Linked DNA regions of Mus musculus: all the other regions are linked to region 3. A link is a contact called in public Hi-C, HiChIP or PLAC-seq and promoter capture Hi-C data. All regions are on one chromosome and are shown on one strand. Each heading gives the region's core, a stretch centred on a gene start, on an enhancer-like site or on the middle of the called end of the contact. The rest is flanking DNA. Distances are from core to core; before and after follow the strand shown. Region 1 has its middle 4.5 kb from the start of Gm40505. Region 2 holds the start of Slc35e1 (solute carrier family 35, member E1). Region 3 holds the start of Mvb12a (multivesicular body subunit 12A). Region 4 holds the start of Kcnn1 (potassium intermediate/small conductance calcium-activated channel, subfamily N, member 1). Region 5 holds the start of Ap1m1 (adaptor-related protein complex AP-1, mu subunit 1). Region 6 holds the start of Mpv17l2 (MPV17 mitochondrial membrane protein-like 2).

Region 1 (3,676 bases), core at 413-2,912, 750 kb after region 3:
ACTAACCTTCAGATAAGCTCCTGGCCACTCTCATTCCTTCGCTTGTATATGTGCAGATGTGTGTGTGGGCAGTGCACAGTGACCAACCTCAAGTCCTGATCCTCTAGAGTCATCTGTCTCGTTCTCCTGACAGTGTCTCACTGGGCCCTGGGCTCTACTAAGTAAACCAGGCTAGTAAGCGACTCAGGGACCCCTCCTGCACCAGGCACTTAGGTCTGGGGAATTAAACTCAGGTCTTCATGCTTGCAGGCAAGCACTTTACAGACTGAACCCTCTCCCAGCCCCTGCTTCTATATGTTTTGGGATAGGGATTAGAGAAGGGCTGACCAGTCTGGAGCCTTTAATCCTCCTGCCTCAGCCTCCAGAGGGCCAAGTTCACAGGAACACACTACTGTACTACCACCGGGGGTGACTTCTCTAGCCTCCTCTGATATTTGTAGCTATGCTTTGAATGGGGTCGAATAGACCCCCAAAGGCTTTGGTCAGAGACGATGCTCTCACCTGGAGGCTCCACACTCAGGGGGCTGCTCAGCAATGCTGAGGACATCTGTGATTGTCACATCCAATGGCACAGACATCTGGTAAGTGGGTCTGAGAGTGCCATTTAATGCCCAGCCTGAGGAAGCAAGACTGAAGAGCCCCCAGGAAACTTAGATCCAGATGTGAAAAGCAATAGAATTCAGGCTTTATTCTGAGGGAATTAGAGAATCCTGAAAGACTCTAGGAGGCCCTGTGTGTTAGGAGAGCTAACTCTTAAGCCAAGATGCTACCCTGGAGCCTAAAGAAGATCATCATTGGGGTCCAGAAGACTCACAGAGGGCTGTGTGGCCCCAGAAGAGGAGCACAGGTTAGTAGATGCCAAGGCTTGGGGGAAGGGGAAAATAGGAAGTTGCTAATAGGACCAGGGCTTCCTTTAGGCGGTGATAAAAATACACTGGAACTAGACAGATATGAGAAACTCTGTGAGCACCTTAAGGGACACTAGAGCCACAGACTATATTTACTTATTATTTAGTGTGTGCTTGTATGTGTGCACCATGGCACACATGTGGAGACAGCTTGCAGGAGTCAGTTCTTTCCTTCCGCCACGTGGGTCTCTGGAATCAAACTGGGATCATCAGACCTGTGGCAAGCTCTATTATTCATTGAGCCATTTTACCAGCCCAGTAGCAGGGACTTTATAATGGCCCATTTGACATTCTATGAATTGAACCTCAGTAAAAATAAGTGAATCAAAACAGAGCATTAAAAAAGAAACCCAGCAATGCATTTTTCTATGATTTTTTGGAGGGAGGGGTTGTGTCTGGGGACCTGGGCTCAGCCCAGCTAGTTTGTAGCTGACGTCTGAGCTGTTTGGACCTGGCAGGAGCTGCAAGCTAAAGGGTTTGAAAGGGGGCCAGGTTCTTCTCATTTTTTTCCCCCCTCAGAGTCACACAGTCTCCAGGCTGCTGTTCTCAGTCATCCCAGGGCCTCGTGTTAACAGGAAGCACAGCCAAGTAGGGCTTCCTGCGCACTGGGGAGAGGAAACTCCGTAATGTACTGAGAGCCGAAGTTAAAAATAACCCCAGTATATAAAGAGCGCAGAGGGTCCCCTGCTCCTTCAGAGCTCGGCTGTCAGGCTGGACGGCTGGACTCCAGGCGGAGCAGGTGGCTGGGGTGTGAGGGAGGCTGAGCCCAGTGGGAGCCCTGGCTGGGAAGGAGCCAAGTATACTGGTCCCTTCCAGCACTCACAGACAGGGAAGCACTTACAGAAGGCTGTGAGGATTTCACAGAAATCTATCAAAGACAGGAACTCAGCCACAGGGGAAGCTGGCCCTGGCAGTGATTCCATAGGTATCGAAGCTGGGCCTGAGTTCGAATCCTGGTCTCTCCTCCTCCTCCTCCTTCTCCTCTTCCAGGAACTAAAACTGATAATAGTTGTTAGAGTCAGGTGTTGTGAAACAGGCCAGTCACTTAGCTGGGAGACAGCACAGAAGGATTAGGAGGTTAAAATCACCCTTAGCTACATAGTACATTTGAGACCACCCTGAGTTCTGTGAGACTCTGTTCAAAACTACGACAAAATAGTAAAGCAGAACCTTTCACATGGCTGTGAGGGAGCACGGGGGCTGAACAATCATTGGGCTCTCTCTAAGCTGTGCTGGTTACTGAGACAGGTAAAACTGACTTGTGGGTTAAGTGGTGGTGATGGGGTGTTTTTGTTTGGTCATTCTTTTTTTTTTTTTTTTTTTTTTGGTTTTTCGAGACAGGGTTTCTCTGTATAGTCCTGGCTGTCCTGGAACTCACTTTGTAGACCAGGCTGGCCTCGAACTCAGAAATCCGCCTGCCTCTGCCTCCCAAGTGCTGCGCCACCACGCCCGGCTTGTTTGTTCATTCTTGTTATTGGCTCTGTGAGTCAGAGTCTCACTGTAGAACTCTGGCTGGCCTTGGACTTGCAGCAATCCTCCTGCCTCTGTGACCCTGAGTACCAGGCTTGTAGATTTCTACCACAGTGCCCGCCCCTGTTGCTATTATACAGGCCCAAAGTCTCACATTCAGGCTGACCTTGAGCCCATGGATATGAGCTTTCTTCCTGTCACAGCCTCAAGTAGCTCCAGTATACGCCTGTACGACAGTACATTATCTTATGGGCTTTGTTTAGTTGGTTGGTTTAGTTTTTGGTTTTTTATTTTATCCATACCCCAGCAACCAGTCTGGTTGCCCTGTTGAGAGTTTTCAATTCTAGGCATTTGCCTGCCATCCTGGCACTTGGGAGGCAAGGACAGGAAGATGGTCAGCGCCAGGCCTGTCTGGGCAAGAGAACCAGATCTACTCTCAAAAGAAGGAAGGAAGACAAATGATCAATATTAGCAAAGACAAGAGTGACCTCAAGATAGAGTCAACACTTATGTCAAGGAGAACAACACTGGGGAGTAGCTCAAACACTGTGGAGCAGCTCAAACACTGGGGAGTAGCTCAAACACTGGGGAGTAGCTCAACCCAAGGAGCACCTGCCTAGTATGGCCCACTGTCTTCTTGGGTTTTGTTTTTTTTTTTGTTTTGTTTTGTTTTTCAAGACAGGGTTTCTCTGTATAGCCCTGACTGTCTTGGAACTCACTGGTAGACCAGGCTGGCCATGAACTCAGAAGTGCTGGGATTAAAGGCATGCGATACCACTGCCCAGCATAGCCCACTGTCAAAAGAGATACTGAAGACAGCAGGTCTATCCTAGCCACTCCTCCAGCCTCTCACTGGGGGATTCTAGGCAGTAATACTACCTTTCAAATGAGGGTTATATCTAAAAATGCCAGGCTCTACCAGCCAGTGTGGATACTCCAAGTTCTCTGCCTGCCTGCATGCACCACCCACCTGCCCCTGCTTCTCTTGCTCTCTCTGGTGTCTCTCTGTTTTTGTTGCCTGCCTCTGCCATTTTCTGTCTCTTTGTAGTGTGTTTCCATCTCTGCAAACGTCTCCGTTCTCTATGGTATCTCTGTATCCCTCTGGTGTTTTTGTCTCTCTATCTCTGTTACTGTCTCTCTGTATTTCTTGGGCATCTTTCTGTCTGACACTGGCATTTCCAGGATTCGGGTTTGTCCTGAAGTGACACCCTGGCCACAGCAGGAAACCCACCTTGTCTTCTCCACACTTTCACTGCCATGCTCTGCTCATGAGCTGTGGTTCCCTTATGAACCAAACA
Region 2 (3,952 bases), core at 815-3,314, 950 kb after region 3:
TCCCCAGCAACTCTGACCCCCCAGGAGGCTAGTCCTACCTGGTATCATCCTGGCAGGGACTGCAGAGTGCCGACAAGGCTCACCAGGATAAAGTTGGGTCTGAGAACAAAACTCAGCCAGAGGTGGTCCAGTTTCTGCATTGATCCATGTGCATCAATTATAGGGCACAGGAAAGTGAGCACTTGTACAAGGTTCGATGGTTTCCAGCCGAACAGTGGCATCCCTACTGCACACGACACAGTGAGCTTGTTCTTTAGTCCCAGGCCAGAAAACACCTGGCTTGGCACCTTCCCTGGGCAGCTCTGAGCTCTGGGTGCTATATATGATCCATGTCCAGATAATCACAACCCAAGGTTCCTTGGTTCAAAATGGGGGTTGAACCCCAGGCCTTTGGGTTCTTAGCAAGGGCTCCACACTGAGCTACAACCATATTTTCTTTTGCCCCTTCTTTCTTCCAATTAATTAATTAATTAATTAATTAATTTTGAGACAGGGTCTCTCTACAGAGTCCTGGAACTTACCATGTAGACCAGGCTGACCTCCAACTCAGAAATCCTCCTGCCTCTGCCTCCAGAGTGCTGTGTTAAAGGTGTGTGTCTAGAACTCCTTATTCTCCTGCCTCTGCCTCTCAAGTGCTGGGAAGACAGACCCATGGCACCATGCCAGGCTTTGTAAAGTTTTAGTTTCTACAAACTGGCTAGATTCTGCCACGGTCAAACTCCTTTGGCCTACTCACATCAGATCCAGACAACCCCTACCAACCATTCTGTCTAGTGACAGAAAAACTAGGACATGATAGTTTGTAAGTTCGTCAGGACCAGGCCTGACAACTTGAATCTGATCCCAGGTATCCACAAGGTGAAAACTGTCCTCTGACTTCCATACACGTGGCAATGCACAACACACACACATAAATAAACATTAGAAAATAAAATAAGAGAAGGAAAACTTGTCCCAACTTAATTTGTTGGTGACTTGCTAAAATGGAACCAAAGACATCACCTACCACCAATCCCAGAGTCGGAATCATAACAGAAAAGAACAGTGGACGCCAGAGGGATGTGGCGCTCAGGGACAACAAGCAAGAGATTATGTGGTGATATCGCCCCATTCACACACACATCTGCTGTCTGAAAGGTGAGTGCGGGATGCTAGGTGCTAGCCACAGGACAAGGCTGACACCTTGACTTCCTTATTTGACAGGAAGCAGGAGGATGCCACGGTCCAACCACGTCATCAACCTGGTCAGCTACTGGGAATCCCGCCTAGCCCAGGGCTTCTGCCAGAGTTACCTTGGTGCTCTGTTTCTCCTTCATGATGATCCGGGACAGGAGGACCACCCAGATGGGCATGGTGGCCTTGACTGCAAGAGAGGAAAAGGCACTCAGTGGGCAGTCCTGGCAACCTGCACACCCGACCCTGAACCTTCCTTCTGTAAGGCTTCCTCTCGATCCCAATAGCTGGAGTCAATTCTGCTAGGCGCTCGGTAAACTCCTCAGACCTTTTCCAACGTGAGAATCCGACGCACCTTGGCGGCGTCTCAGTCAGACGGCCCGCGCACTCGTACCCACACTTCGAAGCCCCAGACAGCGCGCAAAGCCCGCCTCAGCACTTACCGGTGTGCGCGTAGGAGACCGGCACCTTCCAGATGCTGACGTGCGCCGACACCGACGCGAAGTACTTGCCAAAGGCAAGCGGCAGTACGTAACGCGGATAGAAGCGCGGCGGCAGCAGCGGGCCGGACGCCGGATGCGGGCCGGGTCCGGGGCCCGACACGGGTGGCGCGGGCGGCACGCGCCAGGCGCGCAGCAGCGGCGGCAGCCCCGCGCACAGCGCTAGGATGTGGCACAGCGACACGGTGACCGGGAACGGGAAGGCGCTCAAAATCACCTTGTTGACCACGTTACCGCCCGCGCTCAGCGCGTACCATAGTAGACACAGCACCGCCACCCGCGCACCCTCGCGCGCCCCGCCGCCGCCACCCGCGCCCGGGACCCCTGCGCCCGCGCCGGGACCCGCGGTTGCCGCCGCCGCCATCCTGCCCGAGCGGCCGCCCCTTCCCGCCGGACGACCGCCGGACGCGGGCAGGGGGCGGGACAGCCCTGGAGGGCGCGCCGGCAGACGCCGCTCACCATTGGCCCCTGGCCCTTGCGTCATCGCCGCTCGCCATTGGCCACCGCCCCATACGTCATCGTCGCGCGTCCGCCGACGCGCCCGTACACGTCGTCGGCGAGGGCCCTACCCTCACTTAAACGCTTTCCGGGAGGGGGCGGGGCTAAGCCCGGAAGGCGGGCCGTAGGGCCCGCGGGTGGGTTAAGCGCGTTACGTTCTCTCCGGTGACTGGCAGGACTCCGTGGGAGGTGCCGGGCGACGCGGGCCCGCCCACTTGAGGCTGTGGAAGCCGCGTGCCTGGGGCGTAGACAGGGCTTAGATCTTTTAGAAGAAAAGAAACCGATTGCGGTAAATCCTCTGGACTACGCCGGGTCCTCGGAAGCTGTGCGGTAGGTGTCAATTTCCCCTCACAGACCAACCGAGAGAAATCCAGGGTTAAGTGTCTCCTGCGACAGTGTCTTAAGAGCTCAGCTGACCGGTACGATGCTGGGCAAAACCACGAAGGCAGGACTAGACTTACAAAACTCGATTCCCAAGATCGTGTGCTTTTAAGTGAGGGAGAATAGTTGTTCGCGCTCCTTAAAATGTGTTCATTTATGGAGGCGGGCACGAGCGTGTGTATACACATATTGAGGTCAGACGAGTTGAGTCTTTTGTCTCTTTTCTACCATGTGCATCCAGGAAAAGAAACTAACTCTGGCAGCAAGCGTTTATTTGCTGAGCCATCTCGCCAACCTCAATATTCTCCTTTACAGCGTCTCCTTGAATGCCAGGGTGTCTTTCTACCTCACCTATGTTTTGGTTTGCTTTTCTCTGTGTAACAGATTCCTGGCTGTCATGGACTCGATTTGTAGATTAGGCTAGCTTCGAACTCAGAGATTTGCCTGCCTCCGCCTCCTGAGCACCATGCGTAGCTACTCACCCGTTCTTCAAGGTAGACTGTGTTGTACCCTGGGGTTTGCTGGATACTCATCACACATGTGGCAGTCCTTGTGGATCTGAGTAGAAAATGGCCTGGTCCCTCCCAAAGCAGGAGTTTAAGAATATGGTGATAGGACGCTGGGCTTTGTACCCTAAGGCCTTTGTCACAAACTAAATACAAGAGGAATTAGGATCTTTGGACAGAGCAGTGTCAGATGGCCCCACTGATGTGTTTTGGTTGCTTTTATTTCATATTGGATTTGGCCCTGGCAACTCTGGAAGCTTTTTCATTTCACAACAGGTACATGTACTCAGGGCAACCCAGCTGTGGTTTCACCTCCTCAAATGGCCCTGTAATGGGGAGTGGGGCCATTCTGCAACAAACCTCAGAAATTCCTACTGGCTCTGAAACGGGTTCTGGGTTGGCTTTGGTACCAACCAGACCAGGAGGTATGTTCTAAGACTTAAACCATGAAGCTGCTGTTTTATGAATAACTGTTATCTTTGAAATTAAGAAGATATGGATGAGTGAAAAAAAAATACTAGACACCTAATCTTGGCTTAATTGTGTATGTGGGAGAGAGGGGGTAGATCATTACTATATAACGAAGGTGACATCTTAGTGGACACCTGTCAGGTATGGAGGCAGCCTTGGGTCTGCCTGCAGCTGCTAGCCCAGGGCTAGGGCCAGAAAATAGTTATGTACATCTGGGCCATGCAATCTCCCTGATGGGCAGGGAAGGTGTACACCATGTCACTAAGAGGCTCCTCTAGGTGGGTGACCAAGGGGATGTTGTTGACCATGAATCAATGAAAAGCAGATAGAGAGGCCCTGCCTGCCGCTACAAAATAAAGCTAAAGGGATGTCACCAAGGCTGGCATAGTAGGTATGGATGTGGGCTCCAGGCACTTACCCCTG
Region 3 (3,955 bases), core at 1,169-3,668:
ACCATCTGTAATGGGGTGTGATACCTTCTTCTGACATGCAGGTATACATGCAGATAGAATAACTAAATATTTTTTTTATAAAATTTATTCTTATTTTTTATACTTATTCATTTTTGGGTTTTCCAGGCAGGGTTTCCTGACTGTCCTGGAACTCACTTTGTAAACCAGGCTAACCTTGAACTCATACATCCTCCTGCTCTGTCTCCTAAATGCTGGGATTAAAAGGTATTTAATCTCTGGTCCACCCTGAGGAGGTGTTGTGCACACAGTTTCCATGATGAGCATGATGAGTAAACAGTTTGGAACCAAGGACTGTCTCTTTCATCAAGAACCACAGTGGAGAGAATGGAGAAGCCTTTGTTTACAGAGCTGTGTCTTCTAAGTCTCCCACAGAAGGACTCCTTGTGCTTCCAGACAACTGCTGCTAAGCTAAGGACTTTTGCCAATGAGCTGAGCTCTTCATCACAGGAACATGGACCCGGACACTCTATTCTCTGCTCCTCTGTGACTTCCAATAGTGTCTGGGTGTCCAGCAGTGTGAGAACCTCTGGCCCTGCCTTCCCTCCCCAAAAGCCCGAGGGCCCCCTTCATTGCTGATTCCATGCTGATTCCAGAGGAGACTGGATTCCCAGGAGTCAGGGGACCCAACTTTGGCCTCCTACATCCTACACTGTGATTTCCCACCCCCAGAGCAGTGTATTGTTGCTTCCCTCCAGCCCAGCATCGGATAGCAGCTCAGGGCAAACGCAGTCTAGCATCTCTGTATTCCACCTGCCCAAGAAAAATTTTCACATCCCAACTGTGGGGTTGGGCAAAACTCAGAACCCCAGGATTAGGGTGTATGATGTGAGATTCACAAAGAATCAAAACAAAATTTAAAAATAGTAACAAATACATAAATGAGAATATACCCCAGGGTGTGGGTCGGACCCTGCAGGGGAGTGCTAAAGTAGTACTCGTGGGTGGAAGCTCCACATTCCACCTGCAGGCCCATAGGAAAGAGGGTCCCTCACTCTAAAAGAACCATAAAGCTTACAGAGGCAGGTAGATCTCTGTGAGTTGCAGGCTAGCCTAGTCTACATAGTGAGTTCTAGGCTATCCAGGGCTACCTGAGAGACCCTGCCTCAAAAACCAACCGACCAAAACAAACAAAAATAACCAGAACAACAACGAAACCCCTAGCTTGCTAGTGAACTGGCCTCCAGGGCGATATTATTTGTTATTTAAGTCAACAGCTGCATAGCCACAATGATCTCTTTGGTCAAAATCCTAGAACAGAAAGTGTTTCAAACTTCTTCTTTCTACTCTATTTTTTTCTTTTTTTGGTTCATTTCCTTTTTGCTAGTATTTAAAGTATTTTTTTTGTTTTGTTGGGGTTTGTTTGTTGTCTGTTTGTTTAAAGCAGGGTATCCTGTAGCCCAGGTAGACCTCGAATTCCTGCAATAGAAATGATTAAGGCATCACTTTCTTGTTCTGACTGACTTGTGTCTGCCTAGACACTCTCAGTCTCCCACGCACTAATAGCCACACCTGTCTTGGCAACAGTCTGGGGACTATCCTTGTCCCTGACCATGTCTAGATGTATTAACGACAATGTTTGTGTTAGCTAAAACCTAAACCTAAAATAACTACAGGAAGTGTAAATCATAAATAATTGTCTTGTGTCTGGAAAATACTGCAATCTCTGCAAAAAAGACGGATGTTACAAGGTTACTCAAGACCCTGATAATGATACAATTGTGGTTCTTAAGTGTTTTGCTTTTAAAAATGCTGTACCCCTAAGCTCTGGCTACTCTACATGTGGCTATTATTAAAGGACTCGTGTAGGTTTTTTTGTTTGTTTGTTTGTTTGTTTGGTGTTTTTGGTGTTTTCGAGACAGGGTTTCTCTGTGTAGCCTTGGCTGTCCTGGAACTCACTCTGTAGACCAGGCTGGCCTTGAACTCAGAAATCTGCCTGCCTCTGCCTCCCAAGTGTTGGGATTAAAGGCGTGCGCCACCATGCCCGGCTACTCGTTTAGTTTTAATTGGCTTAATTAGACTGGTTATCAGTCTAACTATCTCGTATGGTTTTTTCACCATCTTGTATGCGCCTCTTTAAGTCCCTGAAATGACAGGCTATATCTACCAGGCCTCCTCTCCAGACCAGTTAAGTTTCCTTGCAGAAGGCAGGAGTCACAGGGTGATGCCGCACAGCATTCTGGGGAATGTAGTCCCGTCCGGAAAGTGAACGCCCCCTCCGCACACTGGGTAGTGATTTAGGGGCGGGAGTTCTAATCTTTTTTCCGCAAACGTATCTTAAGCGTCCAGAGGGCGGGTCTCCACGGTTACTTTGGACTGGTCAGCAGTGCTTGCGCATGCGTACTAGCTGCTTTGCGGAGCACTTTCAAAGGTGTTCTGGGAGTTGTAGTCCGAGGTTCCGGTCCCTCCGAGGGCTGTAGCTGCCTTCTGAGCTCCCAGGAAGGATGGATCCCGGGACGGACTCGGCGCCGCTTGCTGGCTTGGTTTGGTCGTCGGCCTCGGCGCCGCCGCCGCCGGGTTTCAGCGCGGTAAGTGGGAGCGCGCAAGGGTTGCGGGGACGGGCCAGGAAGGGGACGAAGTCCGATGACCTGTGCGTCCCGCAGATCACCTGCACCGTGGAGGGCGGGACGGCCAGCTTCGGCCGAGGCTTCGCGCAGAAAGCCGGCTACTTCCTGTGCCTGAGCACGCTGGGCATCCCGGAGGTGAGCACGGGTGGCCTGAGCCTGAGTTTGCCCCGCCCCTCGCCCTGCCATCCTCGACCCTTCTCCAACTCTCTCCCACCCTTACTGCTCATACCGTTGACCTTTCCCCTCCCCTCTGACTGCCCCCTTCCACCTGCCCCCTCTCGTGCTCCCAGAACCCTCAGGACAATGTGGTAGTGGACATGCAGATCGTGATGGACAAGGGCCCACTGCCGTCAGGCTTCTCTGCAGTCAACGACCCTCAGGATATCAGTAAGATCCGTGGGCACGGGAGAGCGGCAGGCACAGGGAACGGCTGCTAGTGTATGTTTGGAATAGGACTTAGCTGAGCAGGAAGGCACAACCTGTAAATGCAGAGCTCCGGAAGCTGAGGCAGGAGGATGGTGGCGAGTTCAAGGCCAGCCTAGGCTACAGAGTGAGGCCTTTATCTCAACCCACTACTCCAGAATTAAATAGTTGACACATACCTGTCTTAGCATTCAGGCTGAGGCAGCTTTGTATCCAGCCTGGGCTACAGAATGAGACCTTGCCTCAGCTCTTCCTAAGAATTTGAGCATAGTGGGGCATACCTGTCACTACATGAAACCCCGCCCCTAAACAAACAACAACCACCCCAGATGTCTTTGGCATACCCACCCTCTTCCTCACTGCCACTGGTCCCTGCTGCTTGTCCTCTGCTTCTGTGGCGGAGTGAGTCCTCCTGGCCATTCTCTTTTCCTTTCCAGGCTCTTGCACTGCGAGTCCACCTGGAACTGGCTTCCCCTGTTCTCTGCATAGCTCAGCCTCCCCTCTCCCTTCTCCCCTGCCTGACCCAGCTGCCCGCCTCCCCGATGGTGCTTGGTTCTCTCGGTGTCTTTAGTGACCGCTGGCAGGCTGCCGTGCAGAGGGTCAGGTCAGTGTGCAGACAGAGGAGGCGTCCACAAATTCTCCTATCCTCCTTTTGCAGCTGTCTCTTGACTTAGTGTTTAATTGGTTTGGGGGGACAGGGTCTCAATGTGTAGCCTCAGCTGGCCAGAGCTTCAGTCCCATGGATTCGTGGGACTGAGCCGTTGTGACCAGCCCCTTGTAATCTGCAAAGTGTGGAGACTGCTGTTCTTCATCCCAGTACTTGAGAGGCTGAGGCAAGAGGATTGCTTCCAATTCAGAGCCATTTTCGGCTATGTGATGAATTCCATCCCAGCACTTGGGAGGCAGAGGCAGGCAGATTTCTGAGGTCTCGGCCAGCCTGGTCTACA
Region 4 (3,903 bases), core at 1,258-3,757, 690 kb before region 3:
ACAGCTACAGTGTACTCACATATAATAAATAAATAAATCTATATTAAAAAAAAAAGAGTGGGACATTATTACCCCAGAGGCCCTGGGCCAGCGTTGGGTCATGCCTCCAATGCAGTAAGTACCAACCTGGATCTCTCGGGCGTGGTACAGGATGACAAGGCCAAGCAAGATGACAGTGGACAGGCTGATGAGGCATTTCAGAGCAAAAGAGCAGAGTGACTCCTGCACACAGAGAGGGAGGGGATGCTGAGGATTCCTCATTGATGCCCAGGCGCCAGCTGAGTGGGGACAATTGCCACCCAGATGGGATCTGTATCTGTGGCTTCCCCCACTCCATGTCTCAGCTCCTCTGGCTCCCAGAAACATCTCAGTGTCCCCCAGCTCACGGATCCTAGTGACTTCTGCAAGCAGCATCCATCTACATTCCCTCTCCTGCGTCCCTCACCCTTGCTCATGGGTCCCCAACTGAGATGCCATCCCCAGGCTGAGCAGATGCCTACCTTGGTGTATACACCCCAGGACAGCTCTGTTTCTGTCACCATGACGACAATCCCAAACATGCCAAAGATGAGCGCATAGTCACTGAGCCGTTTACGCTTTTCAAAGAGGGCCCTGCGGTGTCCCAGGCGGTGGCTGACTGTTGGGGGCTTCCCTGAGCCTGTCTTGTCCTCCTCCTCCTCCTCCTCTTCCTCTTCCTCCTCCTGCTCCTGGGGGTGGCCCCTGGAACCACCGGGTGACAGCCTGACAGGCTGACCCTTGGCCACCATCTGCAGGCCTGGGCCTTGGGTGGGCTGCAGGGGGCGGCCTGCCTCAGGGTCCACAGGCTCCCAGCCCAGGAATCCAGGCCCGCTGCCCAGAGGCTGCCCCACGCTGCCATTGTGGCTGTGGCTACTCATGGCCACCTGCCTCCGTGGGCTGGGCGTGCAGCAGGCCCTTTGGGGCCCAGCATGGTTCCGCAGCAGAGCTTCTGAATGGACCTGTGGAGACAGCAAAGGTTGAACATCACCTTGGCCATTCCAGAACATTCCAAGGCTCAGGAGAGTCCAGGATCATCTGGAAAGTCAGTGTCTACCGACCCCTGCTCAAAGTCTGCTTCAGTTCCCCAGCGCCTAACCTCCCAGACACCAGCATGCCCTGCAATCATCCTGGCCCATGAGCACCCCCTGCCCCTCAAGCTACCAACAGCAGGTGACAAGGTGGCCTGGGTGCCTGCAAGACACACAGGTGAAGAGGCAATATGGGGCTGTGACTCAGCTGTCTGACACATATGCCAAGCCTAGGTGCTGCCATGTTGTTCCCTGAGACAGCCTCTTCCTGGGCAGGCTGGCTGGCACAGGACAGATGCAGAGCAGGCAGGGCTCAGTGACCAGTCCTGGGCTGGCTGTGTTTTGAGCCTCCAGTTAAAAGGACTGTCTGTTGCCCCAGGCACAAGGGGGATACCTCTTCTGGTTTTAAAAAGAAGAGCAAAGCTGAGGGAGGTTGGGTGGCCCCTGGATCCTCTGCCAGCACCGAGTCAGACACAGACTAAGGGACACAGCCTGGCGGTGGCTGAGGGCAGGACCTTGACAGGGAACCAGGCTGGCTCTGCCCGAGTGGCTGTGAGCTGAGGACAGAGCTGCTTTCTGTCATGGAGCCTGGGGTACCAGCTCAGTCCGTTTTCTCTTGTCTTCTGTAATTTTATTTATTTACTTTAGAGACAGGCTCTCAATCTATAGTGCAGGTTGGCACTGTGGCAAACCCCAGGTGCTGGGATGGCAGGTGTAAGTCGCCATGCTAGGACTGGTGATACATACCTATCAAGAGGTGCTAAACAGCAAGGCTAGCCTGGCCTTTGAGGCCAACTAGGGCTACCTGAGAACCTGTCTCAAAATAAAATAAAATCGGATCAATAGGTGTCCCTTGCTGTGAGTCTCAAGGAGGCACCCACCTCCCACAACTCTTGTAGGAACCACAGTGATAACGGCTCATGACAGAAACTCCCAAGACACTAGACCTGTGTCAGGTGGCCTCCCCAGCAGCTGGTGGGGAAATGGAGTTGAGGAAGGGTGCCAGAGCTCTTCTCACCAGGCTCACTGACTCCTCAGGGTGCCCGGCTCTGCTTGCCCTTTGCACACCGGCTACCAGGGAGCTTACAAGGCCAGTCTGGCAGCCCAGGTGCTGTCACTGAGCACCTTGACCTCAGTTTAGGGTGGCCGAAGAGTGCTCATGTCACTGGCCGTATCACATCCATCCTTGTGCATGGACTTTATGGACTCAGCGTCTCCCACTCGCAATCTTCCCTCACCGGGGGACACGCGCACCCTCTCTTCTGTGTCCCTGACCCCTGACCGCGTGGCAACACCATCCCCAGCGTCGTCCCTAGTCGCATAGCCCAGGGACCCGCTATTACTGCCCCCCCAGCCCCCTCACCCCCGCTTCCTCTCGCCAATACCTGCGGGCGGGGACCTGGACCCTCGTGCCAGCGCGTCCCCGCCGAGACCGGCCAGGGAGGGGGAGCAGCGCCGCCCCGTATGAGCGGCGCCTTGGATTGGCTGAGTGCACCAGGCCCCACCCCCATGACCCCGCAGGCTCCGCCCATGCTTAAAGCTCCCTCCTGGGCACTGGGCAAGAATAAGAACCCCGGTGATGGGCATCTGTGCACAGGCAGCTGGCTATTGCAGGTGATCCTGCACACCTGGACCTCATCTCTGGGGACAGACAAGCCCGCTCACCTCAGGGACCCCGATCTTAAACCCTATTAGCCTTGCGGGCAGAAAGAGCTCCAGGCAGCTGCAATCATCAGGGCTGGGGAGACCCCCGAACCTGCTCTGCCCCCATCATTCAAGCCAAACTTACAGAGCTCACTCATGAAAGTTTTTGTTTTGAATCAAGGTCTCACATAACCTAGTCTGGCGTCAAACTCACTGTGAAGTACAGGCTGCGCTAGAACTTACCAGGGAGTCCAGGTTAGCCTTGAGTGGCCTTGAAGTTCTGTTCCTTCTCCCTTCACCTCCTGAGCGCTGGGACAGTTTTGGGCCCCCCTTTCCAGCTCATGCAACATTTTTTGTGGTCTTGGGTTTTGTTTGTTTGTTTTGATAGCTCTGTAGCCAAAGCTGATCTTGAATTTACTCACTGAAATCCTCCTCTCAGCCTACTTCCTAAGGTGCTGGAGTTTCAGGTGTCTTCTAAGACATCCCAGAGACCAAGGAGTCTAGTCTCCGCCCCTTCAGTCACGTGATTACTGACAAGCTGGGGAGCTGAGGTTTGCCTGCAGCCGAGCGATGAGTGTGTGTATCCCCTCCCTAATCCCCTCCCCACCCCCACCCCAGCCACCCAGCTCCTGCTTCTTCCTGGCCCAATGTCTTTGCAGTTTAGAGGGCCTCAGGAAGGACTGAGGGGCAGATGTGTGGCCAGCAAGTGGCCTGGGAGCAGTGACAGCACTGAGCCCCAGCAGAGCCACCAACAGAGTGACAGTCCAGGTGTTGGGGACCACATCTGCACTATCCACATAGGTGGAGCCAGATGGAACCAGCCTGGGGTGATAGATGTAAGCAGGTTCCAGGAGACACCACAGAGGGACAGGCCAAGAGCACCAGGTTCTGCCTCCAGCCCCTAAACCTTCTGCATGTGGCCACCTCAGCCTGTGGCTGTGGGCCTTCCCTGCCTACCCCCTACCCAGGAATTGTTTTGCTTTTTGTTTTAGAAAGGGTTTCATATCTGTGAGGCTCAGACTTACTATAGAGCTGAGGATGGCCTGGAACTGGCCATCTTGCCTCTACCTCTCAGGTCCTACCTGACAGGATAGGCCTGGGCCACCAAGCCCCATTTGTTCCGTGCTAACAACAGAAGCCAGGGCGTCATAAACACTGGCAAAGCACTCAGTCTCCTGAGACACACCTCAGCCTCTCACAGCCCCCAGGGATT
Region 5 (3,682 bases), core at 1,060-3,559, 700 kb after region 3:
ACCTGACATCTACTGAAAAATAGACTTTACTGAAAAAAATATGTGTATGAATACCTTCTGGTTTTTGTGAACGTTCTCAAGATGGATAAAAGCTTTTCCTTGTAAAACTGAGACTGCTCAGATAGTCATCAAGAAGATTATTAAAAATTTTCCAAGGTTCGGAGTGCCAAAAGCAATAGTGTCAGATAATGGTCCTGTCCTTGTTGCCCAGGTAAGTCAGGGTGTGGCCAAGTATTTAGAGGTCAAATAAAAATTGTATTATGTGTACAGACCTCAGAACTCAGGACAGATAGAAATACTGAATAAAACTCTAAACAGACCTTGACAAAATTAATCCTAGAGACTGGCACAGACTTACTTGGTACTCCTTCCCCTTGCCCTATTTAGAACTGAGAATACTCCCTCTTGATTCGGTTTTACTCTTTTTAAGATCCTTTATGGGGCTCCTATGCCCATCACTGTCTTAAATAATGTGTTTAAACCTATGTTGTTATAATAATGATCTGTATACTAAGTTATAAGGCTTACAGGTGGTGCAGAAAGAAGTCTGATCACAACTGGCTACAGTGAACAAGCTGGGTACCCCAAGGACATCTTACCAGTTCCAGCCAGAGATCTGATCTGCGTACACCTGCGTCATGCTGAGACCCTCAAGCCTCACTAGAAGGGTCCCTGCCTAGTTCTGTTTACTAATCTGCCTTATTCTGTTGTTGTTCCCATGTTAAAGATAGAGTAAATGCAGTATTCTCCACATAGAGATATAGACTTCTGAAATTCTAAGATTAGAATTACTTACAAGAAGAAGTGGGGAATGAAGAATGAAAAATTACTGGCCTCTTGTAAGAACATGAATTTTTTACCTCGGAGCCCACCCCCTCCCATCTAGAGATTGTTCTCGGAACACTCCTAAACTTTTCACCCCAAAACTCCTCACCCTAAAGTTCGAAAAAACTGTTCCAAGAACATTTTTGAGATAAAGGCCTCCTGACGTAGATTCCTTGATAGGACATGACTCCTTAGTTACCTAGATTCCTTTGGCAGAACTCCCTAGTGATGTAAACTTGTACTTTTCCTGCCCAGTTCTCCCCCTTTGAGTTTTACTATATAAGCCTGTGAAAAATTTTGGCTGACTGTCGAGACTCCTCTACCCTGTGCTAAGGTGTATGAGTTTCGACCCCAGAGCTCTGTGTGCTTTCATGTTGCTGCTTTATTTCGACCCCAGAGCTCTGGTCTGTGTGCTTTCATGTCGCTGCTTTATTAAATCTTACCTTCTACATTTTATGTATGGTCTCAGTGTCTTCTTGGGTACGCGGCTGTCCCGGGACTTAAGTGTCTGAGTAAGGGTCTCCCTTCGGGAATCTTTCACTATGTGTCACACAAGTAAAAAACCACACAAAGTAAAAAACAAAAAAAAGCCCTTGGGGCGGGGAGGAGTGTTGATGGGCTCCTTTGATCTCTCGGTGGCAGAAAGGTGGTTAAGAATGGCAGAATTTGCCGGGCGGTGGTGGCGCACGCCTTTAATCCCAGCACTTGGGAAGCAGAGGCAGGTTTATTTCTGAGTTCAAGGCCAGCCTGGTCTACAAAGTGAGTTCCAGGACAGCCAGGACTATACAGAGAAACCCTGTCTCGAAAAAAGAAGAATGGCAGAATTAAAATTTAATCAGCCTTACTTTGGTTTTGTTTTTTTGAGACAGGGTTTCTCTGTATAGTCCTGGCTGTCCTGGAATTCACTTTGTAGACCAAGCTGGCCTCGAACTCAGAAATCCGCCTGTCTCTGCTTCCAGAGTGCTGGGATTAAAGGCGTGCGCTAGCTACCACGCCCGGCTCAGCCTTACTGTGAATTAGGCACAGGCTAAGTTACACACGTGCTACCCTGGGTTCACTGGGGCAAGACGGGTGAAGCCCAGTCAGTTGAGAGGTTGACAGTGACAAGTGATTGCTGATAAGGCTGGATTGCCATTGGGAGACTGACTTCCTTTAAGCGCCACCTAACGGCGAGTCACAGTCAGTGACGGGATATTAGTTTACTTGACTTCTGCAGAAAGCAAGGCTGTCTCGAAAAAACAAAAAAAGAAAAAGAAAAAAAAAGGCTCAACTCCAAATCGGTTCCGCTTTCAGCGTCTTCTCACAGCAACAGGCTTGGAAGCGTCCACCTTCATTCCACAGCTAGTCCTTCAGGTACAAGGAGTAATGACAAAGCTGCCCCGCCCTGGTCCTCCAGGCCCCGCTCTTCAGGAAGGCCACGCCCCCTGACTTCCGGCCCGTTTGAGCTATGGGTGAAAAATACTGCCAAAAAGTTCCTACTGCGCTTGCACTCAGTTACGCGCCTGCGCACTTGCGGCTCCCTTCAGACCGGACATAACGGTCCACGCGCTGCTTCATGGACCGGAAGTGGAGGGGAAGTGTCTCGGGGCGCGCCGGGCCTTGCTGAACGCCCGCAGTTCCTGCCGTTGCCGCCGCCCTCGGCTACTGCCGAGACCTTCCAAAGCCGCCATGTCCGCCAGCGCCGTCTACGTACTGGATCTGAAGGGCAAGGTACTGAAGGGTTCGCCACCCTCCGCGTTGCCAGGCAACCAACGGGCCCTCGCCCTGTCAGGACCCACCCTGTTGCTAGGCAACTGGCCGACCAGCCCAGCTAGGGCGTCAGGCAGGCGGGGCAGCCTCACTTGCCAGCCCTACCAAGTTACTAGGAAATGGGCGGTGGTCTTTCCGCGAGTCCCGCCCCATTGCTAGCCAACTTGGTGGGCTGCGGTTGCTAGGTAACTGTCCGCTTTGCCCCTTTCCCTTTTTGTTCGCCTGGGTACCGGACTCTAGCTTCTCCTGCGAACTCCTGTAGCAGGACCCTGCGCCCCGGGGACCGTGCGACCCTTGGCCAGAGGCGTGGCGGGAACTATGGCCTTAGGTCGGTCCCTCGCTCCACAGGCTTCAGCGTTCCCTAGAGCCACTGAGCTTCCTATGACATTAAGAGAAGCGGATGATAAAAGTGTGGTTTTAAGAAGGGCGTGGTGGCGCACGCCTTTAATCCCAGCACTCGGGAGGCAGTCAGGCGGATTTCTGAGTTCGAGGCCAGCCTGGTCTACAAAGTGAGTTCCAGGACAGACAGGGCTATACAGAGAAACCCTGCCTCGAAAAACAAAAACAAACAAAAGTGTGGTTTTAGAGGGGGAAACAGTGCCTAGAGTCACACTGATTACTGGGAAGTAGCGGCCTGGAAGCATCCTCGCCAGGCAGGTGCTAAGCCCAGGGCCACCGTGGGTTAGCCTAATCTGTCATAGCTCAACTTAGTCACTTGGAAAAAACAGAAATAGATGAATACCTATTGGGGCCATGTCTTCATAATGGACTAGCAGCTGCAACTGAAGAATCAGGGAGAGCTATCCTGACTGGGAATAACAAAGACTGCTGAGACATGAAGGCCCTGCACAGAAACAGGACCCTGGCATCTTGCCCAGCGTTATCTGAGAAAGAAATCTTCATTTGTGTGTTTCTGCGGGTGTGTGGAGGAAGGAGACCCCTGCTACTCTTACATGGGCTCTTGTTATCGAACTCGGGTCACTAGACTGATTGAGCTAGGCTGCCTGAACCGTTAAAACGCATGGATCTGCCTGTCTGTACTTCCCAGCAGAATCTGACTTTTTCCCTCTCTTGGTTTTATGAGACAAGTTTTCTCTGTGTAGCTCTG
Region 6 (3,811 bases), core at 1,196-3,695, 780 kb before region 3:
GTGTAGGGGATATATTCACTACTTTGGGATACCCCCAAACCTGTTCTGACGTCGTGAGTGTCAAATGTGTCCCACTCCTCCCTAGAAGTTATGAACACTACACACAGTCAATAAAGCGAATGGACCTTGCTGAGTCTGCTGGCCCAGCCCCTGAACCCACCCACACGCAGTCCTTGACATTAAAGAGAATTTAATGAATTTCCGCACCCTGCCCAGCCTTGCATCAAGTTTTCTGAGGCCAAACCAGACCCCACTTCAAGGCTGTGGAGGGTGTCCAGGCAGACAGAGGGCTTCATGGTCCCACTGGAAAACCGGGAGGGGTTGGGGGGAGGGCGGACAGCCTGTGCTGGCGTCTGTTCTACATGGGAACAGTCTCTGGTGGACTCAAGGGACTGCTGGTCCAGGGGCAGTCAGCCTGGGTTTTGGACATGGCCCAGAGCTTTTTGACCAGCTTCGGTAATCTCCTGTGGGAGTGTATCCATCGGCCAACTCATCTGCCAGGCTTCAGTTTCAGTCTGCACAGCCCGGAGTCTGAAGGGGTTCAGGGACCTGTCCGCAGCAGAGGGACAGTCAAACAGGAATAGGCCGGAACCCACGCCCTCCCACACTCCCACACCATGGAGTTGAGCTCACCCAGTACTTCAGATAGGACAGGTATGTGTCCCAGCCCAGTGTCAGCCCATTGATATAGGTGACTCGGAAATGAGAAGGGATGAAGAGGAAGTTCACTAGCTGGGCAGCTGGCCACACACACCAGTCGGCCTGTGGAAAAGTGGGAGGGCCACTGTGAGAGGGGGGGCGGCTACGAGGGGCGGGGCTTGAAAAGTGGGTGGGGGCCAAGGCCTTGGGTGTGGGTCTGGAAGGTAAAGAGGGGGGGTGGAGCCATGTTGAGAGAGCCCACGTGGGCACGCCCACCTTGTAGAAGTCCCAGAATTTGGCCCGCAGCTCCTGGCAGCTCTCCTCTAGTGTCTGACCCTCCAGGCTGCCAAGGCCTGGGAAGAAGACCAAGAAGTAGTTATAAAGGCTGAGGTGGCTGCAAGGCAGAAGCAGGGCAGGTCTCAGGCAGAGCAGCAGGCAGGTCCAGGAAAATGAGAGGTTGGTGTGAGGGAGCCTGAGTTACTTATGAAAACATAAATGCGTGAGCCTAGATCACGAGCCCCATCGCTGTGTTAACAGGTACCTTTGTCAATTTGACTTAGCCTAGAGTTATCGGATAGTCTCCGGGGGCTGTCTACATGCATTGGCCTGTGGGATGCTTGTATAGGCTTATGTAATTAAGTTAGTTGATGTGGGAAGACCCAGGGTCCTGGACTGCTCATGAGTGGTAAAATAGTCTGAACAAAGCAAGAAATCATGCAGTTCTCTCTGGCTGAGATGTGACTAGCTGTGTATAGTTCCTGCCTGGTTTCCCCACAACTGTGGCTGAAAAACCCTTTCTGGCCCAGACTCCTTTTGGTTAGGATTTTAGAAAGTTGGGAGTGGTGACACACATTAATGCTAGCACTCAGGGAGGCGAGGCAGGCACAATCAGCCTGGTCTACAAAGAGATGTTCAGGCCAGTTGGGACTACATGTGAGTCTCTGTCTCAAAATGGGGACAGGAAACTGGGCTACTGACCAGTTGGTAGCAAACTCAAGGCAGCGAGAGTACATGATGCCTCCTAGAACAAAGCAATCCCAGTACTCGGGAGGCAGAGGCAGGTGGATCTATGTGAGTTTGACACCAGCCTGGTCTTCAGAGCAAGTTCCTCCAGGGCAGCAAGGTCTACACAAAGAAACCTTGGGGGGGGGGAGGGAAAAAATAGAAGAGAAGCCCCGTCAGCACTCCCCTAAGCACAAACCAGGCTCTGCCCATCACAACTTCTGAGTTCTCAAAGTCCTGCTGCTCCTTACCCAGGAAGTACCAGACGCCCAGAATGGGAGATGCCACCGTTTGATCCACTAGCACCTTCTTCATCACACTCGGGAGGCTTCGTAGGCCCGACGCGGGGAGGAGGCGGTCCAACCACAGATACCAGAAGTGTAGGAAGGGGCCCATGCTGCAGCCCACGGCGAACATGCTGGCTGCGGGACAGGGAGAGTCAATGGCAGAACCTCCTGGCGAGGTGCAGAGAGACTGACAGGACCCATCAGAGTGGGTGCCAGGTCCCAGAGTGATTGACAGGCCCCAGGAAGGTGGGTGCCCGGTCCAGGTGACCGCTCGGTCTCTGGGGGTCCCTCTCGTTCGCGCACAGGTCCCTCTCACCTGAGCGCCGCGCGCTGAATCTCTGTCCAGGCCGCGCGCGCACTTCCCAGACCTGTCGCGCGCCATCGCCCGCGGCCATGAGCACGCCGCAGCCCAGTGTGTTGGTGAGGAGCAGCGCGCGGCCCTGGAACAGCGGGCGCCCCGCAGCCAACGCCTTGCGAGCCCAGCGCCAGCCTCCCAGAGCCATCGCCGCTACAGACACCAGGGAGCCGCGGCAGCCGAGCGCCGGGCCCGCGCCAATCACATGCCCCGCCGAAGAACCGCCCTATTCAGAACGGACCAATCCAAAACCCCAAAGCTCCGCCTCTCAAAGGAAGTGACCAATCGTCCTCAAGCGTTGCGGCAGGCCGCTCACGCCGAACACGGGAAGTCCTATTTTGCTTTACCCACTTTTCTGCTCTCAGCGGACCAATGGGCAAGCGCACATGAGTCTCGCGGGCCTCCCACCCCTGAGCCGAGCTGACCAATGGTAGGTGGCTGCCTCTCGCCTCGCCGCCTCGCCCACAAAGCTTCCTGGGAATGGGCGGGGCGAGGGGCATTAGCAAAGCTGCTGGACTTGACCTTGGCGTGACCTCTCCTGTGCCAGCGAAGCTGCTCAGGCAAGTTCATAGACACCGGTCTAACCTCAGCTATTTGAGACCTATGCTCATACAGCCCAGGCTACAGCCTCCACCGCCGCGCCACACCTCTGCGTTTCGAAGACTGAATAGGAGTTCATTATGCAAAATTCATGTATTGATCTCTTCACAGCAACTTTGTGTCACTCTGGAAACAAACATCCTTACTTCCTTTATTCTTTAACCATACACAAGACAAGCCACTAAACTGTTGTCCGATGCCCAGGTTTTCGAGTATCTCACCTGCCTTTTCCAGGAAAGTCTTATTTATTTCCTACAGTAAACACATGCTCCCGACCCCCCTTTAAGTCTCTGCCCCATCATAGGTTTTATAGTTACGTGTTTATCCATGAATTTCTGTTCTGCCTAAGGAACTCCTATTCATTCTTCAAAGCCCAATTCTAAAATGCCTATCCTCATTATATAGACTCTACACATCCCATCCTTCCAGTCTTCATTCCTCCCCTGGCCTATCCTGGCTTCACTAAACTAGTGACAGGATTGGTTCTGCATTTCCTGGACAGAGGACTCATTGGTAACTGGTCCTTGGCATCTTTAGGTGTGAAGGTCAATTCTGTCAATCAGACAGGATCTAGAGTCACCTTGAAGACAACCCCGGGGGCATATGAGATGGTTGGTCTAGAAAAGTGGTTCTCAACCTTCCTGATGCTATGACCTTTTAATATAGTTCCTCATGCTGTGCTGACCCCCGACTATAACGTTTTGTTGTTAGGTAATTTTGCTACTGTTATGATTTGTAAATATCTGATATGTGACCGCTGTGAAAGGGTTGTCTGACCTCCCCCAAGGGGTGTGGACTCACAGGGTGAGAGCAGCTGGTCTAGACTGTTAGCTGAGGTGAAAAGATTCCCCCGACCCAGAATGTGGGTGGCACCATCCTATGTGCTAGAGTTCTGGACAAATTAAAAAGTTGCAAGTGTCTGAGCAGT

Evidence for each region. Promoter capture Hi-C pulls out the DNA fragments that hold promoters and counts their contacts. Hi-C and Micro-C count contacts between places; a contact is called where the count stands out from the background. HiChIP or PLAC-seq counts read pairs in DNA pulled down with a chosen protein or histone mark.
Region 1: an H3K4me3 HiChIP or PLAC-seq map of bone marrow-derived macrophages shows a contact between it and region 3, with 6 times the contacts expected there. The contact joins the enhancer-like site here to the promoter of Mvb12a in region 3. A contact is called at or near these places in 4 of 39 promoter capture datasets (the HPC-7 cell line, cranial neural crest, frontonasal cranial neural crest and 1 more) and 3 of 115 datasets of contacts at active chromatin or transcription factors (bone marrow-derived macrophages, microglia and neural tube).
Region 2: a contact with region 3 is called in a promoter capture Hi-C map of neural stem cells. The contact joins the promoter of Slc35e1 here to the promoter of Mvb12a in region 3. A contact is called at or near these places in 2 of 39 promoter capture datasets (cranial neural crest and neural stem cells) and 1 of 9 other capture datasets (adipose tissue).
Region 4: a promoter capture Hi-C map of embryonic stem cells shows a contact between it and region 3. The contact joins the promoter of Kcnn1 here to the promoter of Mvb12a in region 3. A contact is called at or near these places in 7 of 39 promoter capture datasets (cranial neural crest, embryonic stem cells, hippocampal neurons and 3 more), 1 of 484 Hi-C or Micro-C datasets (CD4 T cells), 10 of 115 datasets of contacts at active chromatin or transcription factors (the SCID.adh cell line, astrocytes, bone marrow-derived macrophages and 6 more) and 2 of 9 other capture datasets (adipose tissue and liver).
Region 5: a contact with region 3 is called in a Hi-C map of B cells, with 7 read pairs. The contact joins the promoter of Ap1m1 here to the promoter of Mvb12a in region 3. A contact is called at or near these places in 6 of 39 promoter capture datasets (the 3T3-L1 cell line, the HPC-7 cell line, HPC-7-derived erythroid cells and 3 more), 2 of 484 Hi-C or Micro-C datasets (B cells and pro-B cells) and 2 of 115 datasets of contacts at active chromatin or transcription factors (epiblast stem cells and large pre-B cells).
Region 6: a contact with region 3 is called in an H3K27ac HiChIP or PLAC-seq map of extraembryonic endoderm stem cells, with 5 times the contacts expected there. The contact joins the promoter of Mpv17l2 here to the promoter of Mvb12a in region 3. A contact is called at or near these places in 6 of 39 promoter capture datasets (embryonic stem cells, hematopoietic stem and progenitor cells, hippocampal neurons and 2 more), 2 of 484 Hi-C or Micro-C datasets (B cells and rod photoreceptor) and 5 of 115 datasets of contacts at active chromatin or transcription factors (bone marrow-derived dendritic cells, embryonic stem cells, extraembryonic endoderm stem cells and 2 more).

The regions. Positions count from the first base shown.
Region 1 is chr8:72,294,314-72,297,989 of GRCm38.p6, forward strand. No RefSeq gene overlaps it. Among named protein-coding and RNA genes, the nearest start is that of Gm40505, 4.5 kb to the right of the region's middle. Within about 2 kb of position 1,663, at least 211 of the 459 cell types and tissues checked have an H3K27ac peak or open chromatin away from gene starts, as enhancers often do. A contact at or near this core is called in the HPC-7 cell line, bone marrow-derived macrophages, microglia and 1 more, where this site is marked.
Region 2 is chr8:72,490,550-72,494,501 of GRCm38.p6, forward strand. It overlaps Slc35e1 (solute carrier family 35, member E1), which reads right to left and starts at 2,065. Exons shown (of 6, transcript NM_177766.3): 1 at 1,617-2,065; 2 at 1,293-1,363. The coding sequence starts at 2,037.
Region 3 is chr8:71,540,512-71,544,466 of GRCm38.p6, forward strand. It overlaps Mvb12a (multivesicular body subunit 12A), which reads left to right and starts at 2,419. Exons shown (of 9, transcript NM_028617.2): 1 at 2,419-2,546; 2 at 2,622-2,720; 3 at 2,876-2,972. The coding sequence starts at 2,463.
Region 4 is chr8:70,854,501-70,858,403 of GRCm38.p6, forward strand. It overlaps Kcnn1 (potassium intermediate/small conductance calcium-activated channel, subfamily N, member 1), which reads right to left and starts at 2,508. Exons shown (of 10, transcript NM_032397.3): 1 at 2,432-2,508; 2 at 501-977; 3 at 127-222. The coding sequence starts at 896.
Region 5 is chr8:72,237,709-72,241,390 of GRCm38.p6, forward strand. Ap1m1 (adaptor-related protein complex AP-1, mu subunit 1) reads left to right here and starts at 2,310. Exons shown (of 12, transcript NM_007456.5): 1 at 2,310-2,535. The coding sequence starts at 2,494.
Region 6 is chr8:70,758,476-70,762,286 of GRCm38.p6, forward strand. It overlaps Mpv17l2 (MPV17 mitochondrial membrane protein-like 2), which reads right to left and starts at 2,446. Exons shown (of 5, transcript NM_183170.2): 1 at 2,245-2,446; 2 at 1,893-2,063; 3 at 916-992; 4 at 634-762; 5 at 174-549. The coding sequence starts at 2,431. The coding sequence ends at 511. It overlaps 6330537M06Rik (a long non-coding RNA gene), which reads left to right and starts at 2,640. Exons shown (of 2, transcript XR_003947402.1): 1 at 2,640-2,713. It overlaps Rab3a (RAB3A, member RAS oncogene family), which reads left to right. Exons shown (of 5, transcript NM_009001.7): 5 at 1-133.